Linked DNA regions of Sus scrofa: all the other regions are linked to region 1. A link is a contact called in public Hi-C and HiChIP or PLAC-seq data. All regions are on one chromosome and are shown on one strand. Each heading gives the region's core, a stretch centred on a gene start, on an enhancer-like site or on the middle of the called end of the contact. The rest is flanking DNA. Distances are from core to core; before and after follow the strand shown. Region 1 holds the start of GLYATL2 (glycine N-acyltransferase-like protein 2). Region 2 holds the start of ZDHHC5 (palmitoyltransferase ZDHHC5). Region 3 holds the start of MED19 (mediator of RNA polymerase II transcription subunit 19).

The links. Hi-C and Micro-C count contacts between places; a contact is called where the count stands out from the background. HiChIP or PLAC-seq counts read pairs in DNA pulled down with a chosen protein or histone mark.
Region 2: an H3K27ac HiChIP or PLAC-seq map of alveolar macrophages shows a contact between it and region 1. The contact joins the promoter of ZDHHC5 here to the promoter of GLYATL2 in region 1. A contact is called at or near these places in 1 of 47 Hi-C or Micro-C datasets (heart right ventricle) and 1 of 2 datasets of contacts at active chromatin or transcription factors (alveolar macrophages).
Region 3: a contact with region 1 is called in a Hi-C map of embryonic fibroblasts, with 2.9 times the contacts expected there. The contact joins the promoter of MED19 here to the promoter of GLYATL2 in region 1. A contact is called at or near these places in 2 of 5 promoter capture datasets (fetal skeletal muscle and liver) and 1 of 47 Hi-C or Micro-C datasets (embryonic fibroblasts).

What each region holds. Positions count from the first base shown.
Region 1 is chr2:12,277,794-12,282,357 of Sscrofa11.1, reverse strand. GLYATL2 (glycine N-acyltransferase-like protein 2) reads right to left here and starts at 2,265. Exons shown (of 8, transcript XM_005660879.3): 1 at 2,152-2,265. It overlaps FAM111B (protein FAM111B), which reads left to right and starts at 2,972. Exons shown (of 4, transcript XM_003353861.3): 1 at 2,972-3,169; 2 at 3,467-3,516; 3 at 4,371-4,536. The coding sequence starts at 4,456.
Region 2 is chr2:13,274,733-13,279,296 of Sscrofa11.1, reverse strand. ZDHHC5 (palmitoyltransferase ZDHHC5) reads left to right here and starts at 2,780. Exons shown (of 12, transcript XM_021083028.1): 1 at 2,780-2,888.
Region 3 is chr2:13,239,009-13,243,572 of Sscrofa11.1, reverse strand. MED19 (mediator of RNA polymerase II transcription subunit 19) reads right to left here and starts at 2,262. Exons shown (of 5, transcript XM_003122715.5): 1 at 1,866-2,262. The coding sequence starts at 2,133. TMX2 (thioredoxin-related transmembrane protein 2) reads left to right here and starts at 2,303. Exons shown (of 8, transcript XM_005660896.3): 1 at 2,303-2,726. The coding sequence starts at 2,538.

The DNA.
Region 1 (4,564 bases), core at 1,016-3,515:
AGAAGTGGAAGACTGCCACCTGCTGCTAAAATATCAGCTGCCTTTGTACACTGACGCCAAGAAGAATGCAGAGACAGAGTTGGAGGAGACAGAAAAAGTAGCTTTAGTTGCCAGGCAAAGAGGGAACACAGCAGGCTAGTGCTTCAAGGACTGTGGCCACCACCACTGCTCCCCACTCCCTTGAAGGAGTAGTGAGAAGTCTTACAGGGTTCAAGGAGCAGGGCTTGGTCAGCTTGGGGATATTCTGCGGACTGGTTGGTGGTAATTGGGAGTCAGTGTCATCAACCTTCTGGTTCCAACCAATCTGGGGTCTACCTGCTCCTGGACAGCATGCAATTGATCCTTCCACCTGGCGGGGGCTTCAGCACCTGCAAAACAGTTCCAAGGGCATGGCTCGGAATATTATCTAGAGTTCTGGAGGAAGAACAAAAGGTTCTTGACTTTGCTGAATGGCTGAACTATTACTCTTCTGTCTTGCTTGGCTGTTTTCCATTTTCTCGCTTCCCTGATTAAATGAATTCTTTGACTAAAGTTTTTCTATAGACAAAACGGCAGGTGGAAGACATGAGTGGGGGACCCCTCTAGGAAGGCCTCACAGGGTCCTGCTGGGCTACACACCCCAAATGGCATCAGGCCAGCAATTGCAAACATATGGTTCAGGTGCTATTCCGATGACCAGTAAATAGGAAGTGACAAGCATCAGCAGTCCACTGGGCTCTGGAAGCCAGAGCATTCGGGGATTGGCAGGATCCTGTGCTGGGTGGGATGCCATTACGAGTAGGCAGACGCCCACTGGGAGGTAAACATTTCAACGTCACCTAAGAAACAGAGGATCTGGGGACACAAGGCAGGTTTTTTTCTTTATCTTCTACTGAGCTATGGCCCTTTGAATTCTTTTTTTGCCTCTTCCTTTTCACAGCACCTCAAATAGACTTGTCAGTGAATGGCCAACATCGTTACCATCATAAGTCCAAGTTTCTCTGTCTCTCTCTCTCTCTTTCACTTTGGTCTATGTTATTCCTTGGCATGTTCAGTCTTCTGTCCCTTCCTGACCCTCCCTGGGGACTCACTATCATATATTGAATGTGATTGCTTTTACTTCACTCCTCGTCACACAGTTGGAATGGATTAGGATCTTTAAATCAACATGTCAAAGCAGAATTCACACACACACACACACACACACACACACACACGCGGCGGCGGCAGCAGCAGCAGAAGAAGAAACACCTCCTGCCTGGGATCTCCCATACCAGTTAATGGAGACTTTATCCTTGCTCAGGTTGCTCCATTCAAAAGCCCAGGAATCATCACTGAGCCCTCTTTTTCTCTGCTTTCCTGAACTTCCCATCCATAAACAAAACCGGTGGACGTGCCCTTCAAAATCAATGCAGCATCAAAACAGCATTCGCCCCTCCATCACTACCACTGCAGCCTGCCCCTACCACATCTCTGGAAACCTGGGGTAACCTCCCCCTCATCGCTTTCTCCTTCTGTATCTACTCTTGTCCCCCAGAGTTTGTCGCCCTTATAGCTGCCAGTGATTTTTTTAAAAATCAGATTATATGACTCCCTTGCTTCAAACTCTCTGTTTAGAATAAATCTCACATTTGTAATAAAATCCAGACTCCTTAACGTAACCTACAGTTTGCTTAGTGACCATGGCAAATACGAGTACTCCTGAAGTTATGATCCTTTCCAGGACAAATTCTCCGTCCTCAGAAACATCAGGCAACATCAACAGCACCCTCCCCTACGCCTCTTACTTTTCATAACTTTTTTTTAACATCTCCAGTCTACAAAGAAATGAGAATCAGCAAGTCCCCTTGGGCAAAAATTTGTCCTCCTTCTGTGTATGTTAGTACCGGTCACTTGTACCACTTTAAGATGATTTAAAGAAGAGCCGTGATTTGATCAAATTATCATAGTTTTTCTCTTTTCTTCCAGCCTTTTCATATTATTTTTACAATTACACTTCTAAGGTTCACTCTGTCCAAACCCCACTGAGCACCTGGAATTTAAACAATGATCACAGTTGCTCTGTATATAGTTTACATTAAGTCCAGAAAAGCTGTCAGTAGTATCCCAACACCATCAGTCTTTACATAAACATCCATTCTACTTCAAAAGGAAGGGTTACTCATCACCTACCAGTTCTATTTTCCCCTTCTTTGACCAGCTTCTCAAAAATAGCATCCAAAACGAAGGCACCCCCTCCTGTTCAGTTTCTTAAACGGTAAAATGTTTTCTCAAGCCCACTTTTTGGTCATCAGTTGGAAGATGGGTAACGCTGCAGCCCCCTTAGGACTGGAAATTTCTAATGCACGTTCTGGGAACCGAGAGGGCAGCTGCTGGTCTCTTCCTCCTGGTTGGAGAGTTTCTGTGCAACAGCCTCTAGATGAAGTTGTCACTTTTGCGGGGGACACCAAGTCTGCCGCCTGCTTTGGGCCACTTCATGCGCTGGAAGCTGGCGAAGTGTACGGCCACAACCCCGCAGGTTCCGGGCCAGGAGCCTCTCCTGGGAAGCTCAGTCCACTGCTGCTGCCCATCCTGGAGTGGCTGAGGGGATGCGATGGCCGCTCACTCAGCTTCAGCGACCAGGCTGTTGGGCCTGCTCTTCCGACTCCGGGGCTCACCGTTCCCACCCCAAGCCGCCACTGTGTAATTTGACCCTCGGGCAGAACGCTCCTCCCTCTACCGCCCCTCGCTAGCTCAGCAACTCTCCCGACTACAATAGATGCAGATTTGGCGGGCAGGGATGAAGGGAAATAACTGCTCCAAGTTTGACCCGGAACAAGGAAGCTGGCTGTGGACCTAGGGTGGGAAGGGAATGGATGAACAGGACCGGGGCGGGGTAATCACGGCCATCTGCGCGGCTGGGCACGTCTCTCCCCGTTACCCCGCGTGATGCAGTCCACACCCATCTTTTTCTGGCACCCGCTCAGAGGCCGGAATCGGCCAATCGGCTTCCAAAGTGGATGAGTGTCTGTCGGAAGAGCGCAGACAGCCTCTGCAGCTTCCCGCCCGACGGTCTACTCCCTGGCGCATTGCTCGCTTTCACTTGCTAGGGTGAACATTCCAGGAAGCCTCAGCGAAGCGCCGTCATCGCCCCTCTTCTGGATCCCAGCAAGGCTGGCACAGACACTGTTGGGGCAGATTCACAGCTTCTGTGAGTGGCTCCTCCGGTGGGAGTTCTTAGGGGATGGTTGTCAAGGGCGCTAGCTAGAAGGATCTCAGTCCAGATCCTAGGAGGTTTTGGAGGGAGAGGGACTGAGGCATCCTCCCGTTGTGGTAAACCACTCCCCAGCCTCAAGAGTTTTACACCTGGAAAGGCTTTGAGATAGTCTAGGTAGCTGTTCCAACCGAGGTGCGGTGGGGCTTTGGAGGGAGGGAGGGGGGCGCATGTAAGTTCCTTGGAAGTTACTGTTCCATCGATTTTGCCTACTTTTGTCCGTTTTGCTTTCAGACTGGAGGGTAAATCCGGTCCCTGGCACTTTATTTGGCCAGACGTCTAAGGTAATAACTGTCTTAATATTCTCGTCTCCTAGTTCTGTCAGCTGTGTCCACTTCTGGATCTGTTCCTTTTCACTAATTTTTCTCCTCATTGTGGATCATATTTTCCTGCTTCTTTTTTATGCCTGGTAATTTTTGACTGGACATCAAGCATTGCCGATTTCACATGGGGGGGGGGTGTTCAAGAAATGCTTCTATTCTCATCAATATTCTAGAACTTCCTTCTAGTGCACAGTTTGGAAACAGAGTCATCCTTCCAAGCCTTGCTTTTAAACTTTGTCAGGTGAGACCAGAGTGGCCTTTATCTAGGACTAATTTTGTCCTATTGAGTGTAGAGGCAATACCTTTCTGAAGAGACTGCCTGGTATATTATGAATTATGAAGTTTTCTAGTTTGCCTTTGGGAAACAGAAACTATTCTCAACCCTGTATGGGCTTCAGAATTGTTCCTTTTTTTCCTGTTGGGCAGTTCTTCTCCTGGCTTCTAGCAGTTTCTTACACTCATGCACTGAGCAATATTAAGCTGCAGTTTCAAGGGAAGGGAACCCAGTACAGATCTGCCACACTTCCTCCATCTGGGCAGCTGTAGCTTTCTAGTACTCTTCTCTACAAACTCTAGCCCCCTGGGCCCTCCGTGACTCTTAGTTTCTCTTCTCAACTCAAGGAAACTGACAGGCTCTGCTTGTGTCCCGCTTCCCTGACACACAGCCTGGAAACACTCCCCAGGCTATAAGCTAACAGCTCTGAGGTCTTACCTCTGATTACCCTCTCCTGGGGTTAGACATCACTGCTCTGCCCTGCCTGACAACAGGTGTTCAAAACTTATTGTTTCATATATCTTGTGTTTTATTGTTTTAGTCATTTCAAGTAGGAGGGCAAATCCAACCCGTGTTTCTCTGTCTTGGCCAGTGGCGGCAGTGGTTATATTCTCTTAGGAATCATCATGAATTTCATGAAGGCTGAAGAGAACAAGTCATTCAGCACTGTAGGAAATGACCTGAGTACCGGACCTGAAATTTCAAAGGTATGTCTATTTTTTAACAACTCTCCTG
Region 2 (4,564 bases), core at 1,531-4,030, 1.0 Mb before region 1:
GGATCCAGAGCACAAGGGGAGATACTGTCCCTTAACACAAAGACATTTCACAAGGACAAGAGGGAAGGCAGCATTTAAACACAAACAGGGGAGTTTCCGTTGTGGCACAGTGGTTAGCGAATCTGACTAGGAACCATGAGGTTGCGGGTTTGAACCCTGGCCTTGCTCAGTGGGTTAAGGGTCCGGCGTTGCCGTGAACTGTGGTGTAGGTTGCAGATGCAGCTCAGATCCCACGATGCTGTGGCTCTGGCATAGGCCGGCGGCTACAGCTCCAATTCAACCCCTAGCCTGGGAACCTCCATATGCCATGGGAGTGGCTGCAGAAAAGGCAAAAAAAAAAAAAAAGACAAAAACCCCCAAACAAACTGGGTCATTGGTGGTTTTGGGGCTGAAAGGGCATTCTTCTCTTTGCTTAAATCCAAGGGTAGCATTTTGTTCTTGACTGCCGGTTTACTTACCAGTGAGTTGAACTAAATAAAAATGACCCTGTGGTTTGCTATCTATAGACATGAATTGCAAGTGGAGCAGATTTGAAGAAGTATAGATAAACTACACTAGAGAAAACTATATGGTACTACTTGATATACATAGCAAGGTAGTTCATTTTAAGTTTGGTGGTCTGGATATCCTATTGTTTTAGCCTAGATTTTACTGTGCAATACTTTTCAGAAGTGGCTGGCAATTTAAACCTTACGTTCTATTAAACATCCTTTCAGGGAAATATTTTGCATGATTCTTTTTTTTATAGTAATTTTTTATTTTTTCCATTATAGTTGATTTACAGTGTTCTATCAGTTTCCTACCGCACAACAAGATGACCCAGGGAGTTTCCGTTGTGGCTCAGTGGTTAATGAATCCGACTAGGAACCATGAAGTTTCGGATTCGATCCCCGGTCTTTCTCAGTGGGTTAAGGATCCAGCATAATGCCGTGAGCTGTGGTGTAGATTGCAGATGAGGCTCACATCTCGAGTTGCTGTGGCTCTGGCGTAGGCCAGTGGCTGCAGCTCCAATTCGATCCCTAGCCTGGGAACTTCCATATGCCGCATGTGGGGCCATAAAAAGCAAAAAAAAAAAAAAAAAAAATCAAGAAAAGCATAAAATAGAAAAATGAATTTTACCTGCTGTATAGCACACAGAACTCAATCACTTTGTCGTACAGCAGGAATTATCACAACCTTGTAAATCAACTGTATTTCAATACAACAAAAAAAGCAAAAAAAAAGAAATTTAATTTCTAAGGATATAAATTAACCTAACTTGCAGCTAAAAAAGCCTCTCTAAATGAAACAAATATTGTATTTCCAATAATACTTTAACTTTACCTTTTATAAGGTCTAAAGTTTTTAAATATTTCATTTTTTAGTTTATTAATATTTTTTGCTTTTTAAGGCTCCACCTGCAGCATATGGAGGTTCACAGGCTAGGGGCCAAATCGGAGCTGTAGCTGCCTGCCGGCCTGCCCCACAGCCACAGCCCACGCAGAATTCCAGTGGAGCCTGCAACCTACACCACAGCTCACAGCAATGCCGGATACCCCACCCACTGAGCGAGGCCAGGGATCCAACCTGCAACCTCATGGATACTAGTCAGATTCGTTAACTACTTAGCCATGACAGGAACTCCAAGATTTCATTTTTTAAATACACACTGTCATTAAAAGAGCTATGCAGGAGTTCCCACCAAGGACTCGACTTGTCTCTGTGGCAGAGCAAGTTTCATCCCCAGCCTGGTGCAGTGGGTTATGGATATGTAGAGAAGGTCGCAGCTGCGGCTCCTATTCCATCCCTGGCCCCGGAACTACCATATGCTGCGGGTGCCGCCATTAAAACAAACAAACAACAACAAAACAAAACTCTGAAGCATGCAGCAACAAATGGTAGATTGAGGCACTTAGCAAGCATGTAATAGAACCTGTTACATAAGCCATGTCAGAGAAAGAACTAGATTAGACCTCAGAAAAGAAGGCAGATCTTTCCCATGCCGCCTAGTGCTCAGAGCATATTTTAAACTAGCAACATTTGACACCAAAGACCAGGACAGACCGCAGGATTTAGAATCACACTTTACAGGTGAGGAATCTTGGCTTCAGTGAAGTGGCTGGTGGAACACTTTTGAAAGACTATTACGTAATAGCCAGGGCAGCTTTCAAAAAAGAAATGGCCTTGAGCTAAATGAGAACACCAGGCCTTGCTCTTGGGTTCACAACGTTGTAGGGCTAATTAGGACAAGATGTGGCGCTGTGATCTATGTAGCGTTGGCCAGCAGCTCCAGAGACAGGAGCTTCTAGAGAATCTTTTCCTTCCTGCCTGTATTTCCCGGATTGGGCGAGGTTACATGTCGGCACCCAGCTCAGGGGCTGCAGTGAAACGCTAAGGGAATCAGGCGAAGCCAAGAGTCAGCTCCCACTCCGGGGGGTTGCGACTGCCTCAGCGCGCGTCCTGTGTTCCTCTTCCACGGTTGGCACTATGGTTCCAAAGCTCGCGCTCGCTCTCCTTCCTCTTCCTCCTAGGCCTTCGGCAGGAGCTTCGCTCCCCACAGACTCTTCACTCCGGGAGGCCCCTCCGTGCGGAAGCCATAAGCCAGACCTTTCCATTATCCTGAGATTCTGCTGGTACTAGGGAACTCGCCGGTCTAATGAATGCTCCATCAAAATTGTTTTAAATAAAGTTTTCGCCATCAAAAAAAAAAAAAGAAAGAGAAAAAAGAAAAAAGGGAGAGGGCCAATTAGTGGGCAAACTGTTGGCCAATGACTGAAGAAGCTGAAGCCGGAAGACGCCGGGGCCTGTGGGTGATTGGTTACTCCAGAAGCCTGTCTGGAGCGTACCACACTTACTGGAGGGGGTTTGGCGAATTTGGAAGGGTAACTACTTGCTTTTGAGTACTCTCGGTACGCACATTTAATTATTTTTCACGTCTGAGTTTTCCTGCTTCGATACGGGAGGGGCACAAAGCAGGAAGCAGAAAAAGGGAAGAGTGGCCCCGCCATTTCCCCTTTTCCGACTACTGCGCAGTACGCCCACCCATCTCTGCTGGTCGAAGGCCCTTGCGCGCGCGTTCTCGTTTTCTCGCGTGGTACGGCGCTGTGCTCTTGCAGCCAATCAGACCGCGAGGTCGCCGCGGTCGCCGGCGTGCGCGCGCACGCCCTAGAGCTGCGTCGGGGTGGGGGCTATGGGTGAATGGGAGAGTGAGCGGGGGCGGGCGCGGCGGCGCGAGCCGCATGAATGAGAGGAACGTGCCCTGCGCGAGACGTCGCGCGCGCCCGGGACAGGGAGCCAATGGGAACGCTGGGAGGGCTCGAGACCCGGCTCTGAGGGCAACGGCCGCGCGCTGACTCGAAGGCGAGCGTCGCTGAGCGGGGGCGCGCTGAGCAGGGCGGGCGTGGAGCGTGCGGCGGCCGCGCGCTGCCTCTCAGAGGCCGGACGGCACTACCGGGAGGCGGCGGCGACTACGACGGTAGCGGTGACGGGAACAGCGCCGGGGGTGAGTACCGGGGACACCGGCCCCTACGGAACCGGAAGTGTCGGGCCAGGAAGGTGGGAGGGGAGAGTGACCTCTAGGGAAGGGGGACCCAAGAGGGGGAGGTGGTTTGAGGCCCCATTCCTCCTCCGGGCCGGGTCATCCAACTGCGGCGGGACCCGTGGGCCCCGGAAACGGACGACGAGTAGAGGCCGGGGATCCACGGCTGCCGGGGCTCAGAACCGGTTAGTGCCGGGTCGCCGGGTCCCAGCTGGGGACCCCGGTCCCTACGCGCCTGGCGCCCAGCCGCCGCCCCTCCCGCCCCCGGCTCTGCGACCCGGGGCTCTGTAGTCTCCCGCGGCTCCAATGGGCCCTGCCGCCGCGGATGCGGTCTTCCCTGTCTCGGCCATCCCTGCCCCTTACCGTGATTCTCGATACCCCCGCTCCGGGGTAGGGATTGGGTGCCATTCCCTCCCTGCTTTTTAGGTCCTTCACCCCACTCTGCTGATACTTATTTTGGCTCAAGCCTCATCCTGTTACCTGTTCTCTTGCATCCGTCCGCTTCCTCCCCTACCCCCACCAGCGGGAGCTCCATGCTTTTAGTACTCTGTACTTTTTACAAGTGGAACTCGAATGTGTTTGACATTATTTTACCTATAGGAATCTCTTGTGAGATAGGGAGGTAGAAAGCGTTTTACCCACTTGGCCGAATGAAAACATTGAAATGAGAAGTAAGAGACTTAAAGTTACGAAAGGAGGTGTAGGATTAGATACATGTTATACTCTAGATCATTTTTCTGCCTTGGATTTTTCACTTCCTGGTTAATGCCATCTTGTCTAGGTTGACCTTATTCGCATCCCTATCGTTTTATCCCAGTATTTCTCTGTACTGGGTTAAATCTCTTCAGAATGTTTATCACCCATTCTTTAAACCCACCTAATGCTTACAAGATTTATATTGCCATGTACTTTACTACCCACCCACCCCCGCCGCCCCGTATGTAATAACACCCATATTAAACTTCTGTTTGACTCTTCAGCCAGTATTTTGACATGTGGGTTATTCCATGATACCTTGGTTACTTTGTATTAAGACTTATACTATTA
Region 3 (4,564 bases), core at 1,013-3,512, 960 kb before region 1:
AGTAGGAACTCCTTCTTCAGCTCTTTTTTTTTTTTTTTTTAAATCTTTACTCTCTTAGGGCTGCATTTGTGGCATATGTAAGTTCCTAGGCTAGGGGTTGAATGGGAGCTGTAGCCACTGGCCTACAATCACAGCCACAGCAACGCCGGATCCTTAACCCATTGAGCAAGGCCAGGGATCGAACCTGTGTCCTCATGGATACCAGTCAGATTCGTTTCCTCTGAGCCGTGACAGGAACTCCCCTCCTTCAGCTCTTGATGTAGCAGTAGGACTTGGGATGAACTAAATGTCATCCTGGAGACTTAACATGTCCAAAATGACTTGATATCCATCTCCTCAAACCTGTCCTTTCCTGATCTTAGCACTACCATCCACCTAATTATTCAAGCCAAACATTTCCAAACTGCCCTCAATTCCTCTGTCCTTCAATTCTATTTTCAATCCTGCATTCCTGTCAGTTCTACCTCTAACATTTATTTGGCATCCATTTACTTCTCTCCTCTACTGCTATTTCCTAGTTCAAACTATCATCTCTTTCCTGAACTACTAAGCTGTAACTTCTGACCAATTTTCCCACTTTTCTTCTTTTTTTTTAAGGGCAGCACCCAAGGCATATGGAGGTTCCCAGGCTAAGGGTCAAATCAGAGCTACAGGTGCCGGCCTACACCAGAGCCACAGCAATGCTAGAGCTGTGCTGCGTCTGCAACCTACACCACAGCACAGGACAACACTGGATCCTTAACCCACTGAGTGAGGCTAGGGATCAAACCCACAACCTCATGCTTCCTAGTCGGATTCATTTCTGCTGTGCTATGACGGGAACTCCCCCACTTTGCTTCCTTAATAGAGCTGCTCGAATGATTGAAAATAAGCAAATAAGTTAGAAGTTAGATCACTTCAGACTCTTGTGTCAAAATGGTTCCCCCTGAACTTAAAATGTCTTATAGAGGCCTCTGCCTACTCTCCCACCTTCATCTCCTATCGCTCTTTCCCTGTTCACTTCCCCGGAGTGCAAGTGGTTTTCTGTCCCTCAAATATTCAAGGTTATTCTCACATTGGGCCTTCTAATCTCATTTTTTGTATCTAGAGTTCTCTCTCCTCCCACTCATAAATGGCTAGCTCTTCCTTTGTGCTTATATTTTAGCTCTAATGTTATCTACTCAGAAAGGGCTCTCCTGATCACTCTAGCTAAAGCAGTTCTGCCCCCTCAATTCTTTATCACATTTCCCCCTTGTAGCCATAACCACTATCTGATACTATCTGTTTATCCGCAGATATCTGTTTATCACTCTTTGACTCCTCCACTGGCAGGTAAACTCCCAAACAGGCAAGGATCTTGTCAGTTTTGTTCACAGCTGTATCTTCAGCAATTGGAAGAGTGCTTGGTACACAGAGTGGGTGCGCAACAAAATAATTTTTTGAATGAAAGAACCTGGTTTAATTCTAATCACTTCTTCGAACACATTTTGAAACCCCGAGGCCCAGAGGAAGAAAGACAACATGTCCCAAACCAACAGGAAGTTTGAAGCAGATCTGGAACTGGGTCCGCAGGGATGTTAAATCAGGACCCTCAAATACCAAACTCAAAGCTAGGATAATCTTTAGGGAGTCAAAAACCAGCGTCAGGGGCAGGATCGGGCGTGAAAGGTGGTCAGGGAGATCCACTCTCTTCCCACCCCTAATCCATCCCAATTCCAATCATTCTTTCGGTTGTGAATCCTCAGAACCTCTTCTAGTATAGTGTTCCGAAATCGCGCCACGCGTTGCCTAGGTTACCCCTCACCCCAGTCGGAAGGCTGAGAGCCACGCCCCGCCTCTCCTCGCTATGATCTGATTGGCTGGCTTTGACCAGGCCTTGTACTCACCCGGCAGTTCCCGCATTAGGTAGAAGGGGCCACAACCGGCCGCTGACTTGTCGGAGCCGGGAGCGGCTGTGGCCGCGGTAGAGGGCGGGGCGGGGCCCGGCCCCCCGCCCGGAGGAGGAGGCGGTGGGGGTGGAGGTTTTCCAGGTCCGAAGCCAAGTGCGGTCGGGGGCGGTGGTGGGTCAGCCTGAGCTCCGAACAGCGCCGTGAAATTCTCCATCGCCTCCTCCGCCCCGGCGCTGTCTCGGTGTCTGGCGTTGGTGACGTTCATTGGTCAATCTTTTCACAGAGTACCGCCCTCCTCTTTCAGGAGCCTCTCACCATTGGGTTGCCTCGGGCCCTTCCTACCTTCTTCCTGCAACTACTTCCGTCGCCTTCTGAGAACGTTCCGGAAGTACTATTTAACTTTATTTAAATTCTCCTGTATCTCCTACTTGCCGCAGTCGCATATGTCCAATAAAACGATTTAGGTGGAAAAAAAGACAGCTAGATTAGCCAATAAAATATCAAAGCCCTTTCTCCATTTTTAACCTGACGCAGAAGCCAGTCAGAGATCTGCTTCCGGATCTAGAGGCGGTGCATCCGAGACTAGGCCCAATGGAAGCACAATGATGGGAGAGGCGGGACCAGGCTCACGGACTCCGTGGAGCGGCTGGCGCCGCTAGAGCCGGGAAGATGGCGGTTCTCGCGCCTTTAATTGCTCTTATTTATTCGATACCTCGACTATCACGATGGCTGGCCCGACCTTACTACCTTCTGTCAGCCCTCCTCTCTGCTGCCTTCCTACTCGTGAGGAAGCTGCCCCCTGTCTGCTACAATCTCCCCACGCAACGCGAAGACGGCAACCCGTGTGACTTTGACTGGGTGAGCGACCCCCCGCCTTAGGACCCCGCGACCTTGACACCCTGTCCTAGGTTGCATCTACGAGATGCGAGGTTCACCTGTTTGAGAACACCTGAGGTTCCCAACCTGTAGCGGACTTAAGCTATTAAGAATCTAGAGCCTGGGCGGTCGTCGAGTGTAAACCTCTTCACGTTTAAGATGGGAATACAGCGAGTTAGCCTGCCGGGGTCTTCTGACTCCTGAGTCCAAGGTCCTTTCCGTCTCACAATTCGTACCTACCCAAACGAGGCATCTGCACTGTTTTACAGTGCTGCTCTCGTTATGTAAAGCCTCTTGAGGAATCAGTGAGGTAAACAAGGCAAGTAGTAGTAATCTCGTTTCACTGATGAAGAAATTGATCTCGGCGTAGTTAGGAGACTTGTCCAAGGTCACACAACTAGTGAGTGGCTGGGACTTGAAACCACTCTTCTGGCCAAAGCAGCAGCACCATCAGTCATTTTAATTCAGTTAACAACTGCAGAGGGAGGACTGTATGCTAGGCACTGTGCTGCATCCTGAGAATGTAAAAATGAATAAAGTTTTAGGCCTATTGAAATGGAATTGTAAAAAAAATTCATTGTAAAGAAATCAATCTGAACTCTCTTGCAGTACTTCCTAAGTAGAAGTGGAAGGACCACTCAGAAAAATAAGATGAAGTTCTGTGCCCCCTTCTGTATAGCTGAATCTGTGTTACGAGGAAGGAGGGCCTTCCTGAGTTTTTGTCTTTTTTTTTTTCCAGGTCCCAGAATGAGTCTTGACTTTTGACAGAACTTACTTCCTTACTTTTATTCTCCTTCCCTTGTTTACTTTTTCGTACTTCCGCCGTTCTTTCCCAGTGTTATTAAGTAGCTCATGTATAGCTGTGGTGCTTCAAAAGATCCATTTGGGGGGCAGGGGGGCGAACCTGCGGGGTATGGAGGTTCCCAGGCTAGGGTCAGATCAGAGCTACAGCCTATGCCACAGCCATAGCAACGTGGGATCCAAGCTCTGTCTCAGATCTACACCACAGCTCAAGGCAATGGCAGATCCCTGACCCACTGAGCGAGGCCAGGGATTGAACCCGGATCCTCATGGGTACTAGTCAGATTCGTTTCCACTGTGCCATGACAGGAACTCCAAAAGAACCTATTAAGTAGGGACCTTTAACTATTTAGAGTTTATAGCTAGTGTTTGTTTTCCTGGAAAAAATCTTTTACTATTTCCTTGGTGATTTGGAAGTTAGAATATTAAGGTAAATAATCTTAGCAATAACAGGTAAACCTCAAAATTTCAGTGGCTTGGAGTTCCCACCATGGTGCGGTGGGTTGAGAATCCAACTGCAGTTCCTTGGAAGTACGGGTTCGATCCCTGGTCCAGGAACTTCCATATGCTGTGGGTGGAAGAAAAAGAAAAAAAGAGGGAGTTCCTGTTGTGGAGCAATGGAAGCAATCCAACTAGTATCCATGAAGATTCAGGTTCAATCCCTGGTCTTGTTCAGTGGGTCGGGGATCCAGCATTGCCATGAGCTGTGTTGTAGGTCACAGATGTGGCTCAGATCCTACGTTGCTGTGACTGTGATGTAGGCCAGTAGCTGTAGCTCCAACTCGACCCCAAGTCTAGGAACTTCCACATCCTGAGGCTGCAGCACTGAAAAAAAAAAAAGGAAAAAAAAAAATTTCAGTGGCTAAACAGAATAAAAGTTCATTTCTATTTTATTAAATAAAAGAAATAATCAAGCACTTTGCTTTTCCTCTATACACTGTCAGAGTAATAAATAGTTGATAAGGGAATGTTAATTTCCTACTAGAAGAATTTGAAGTAATACAGAAAGAGTGATAGCA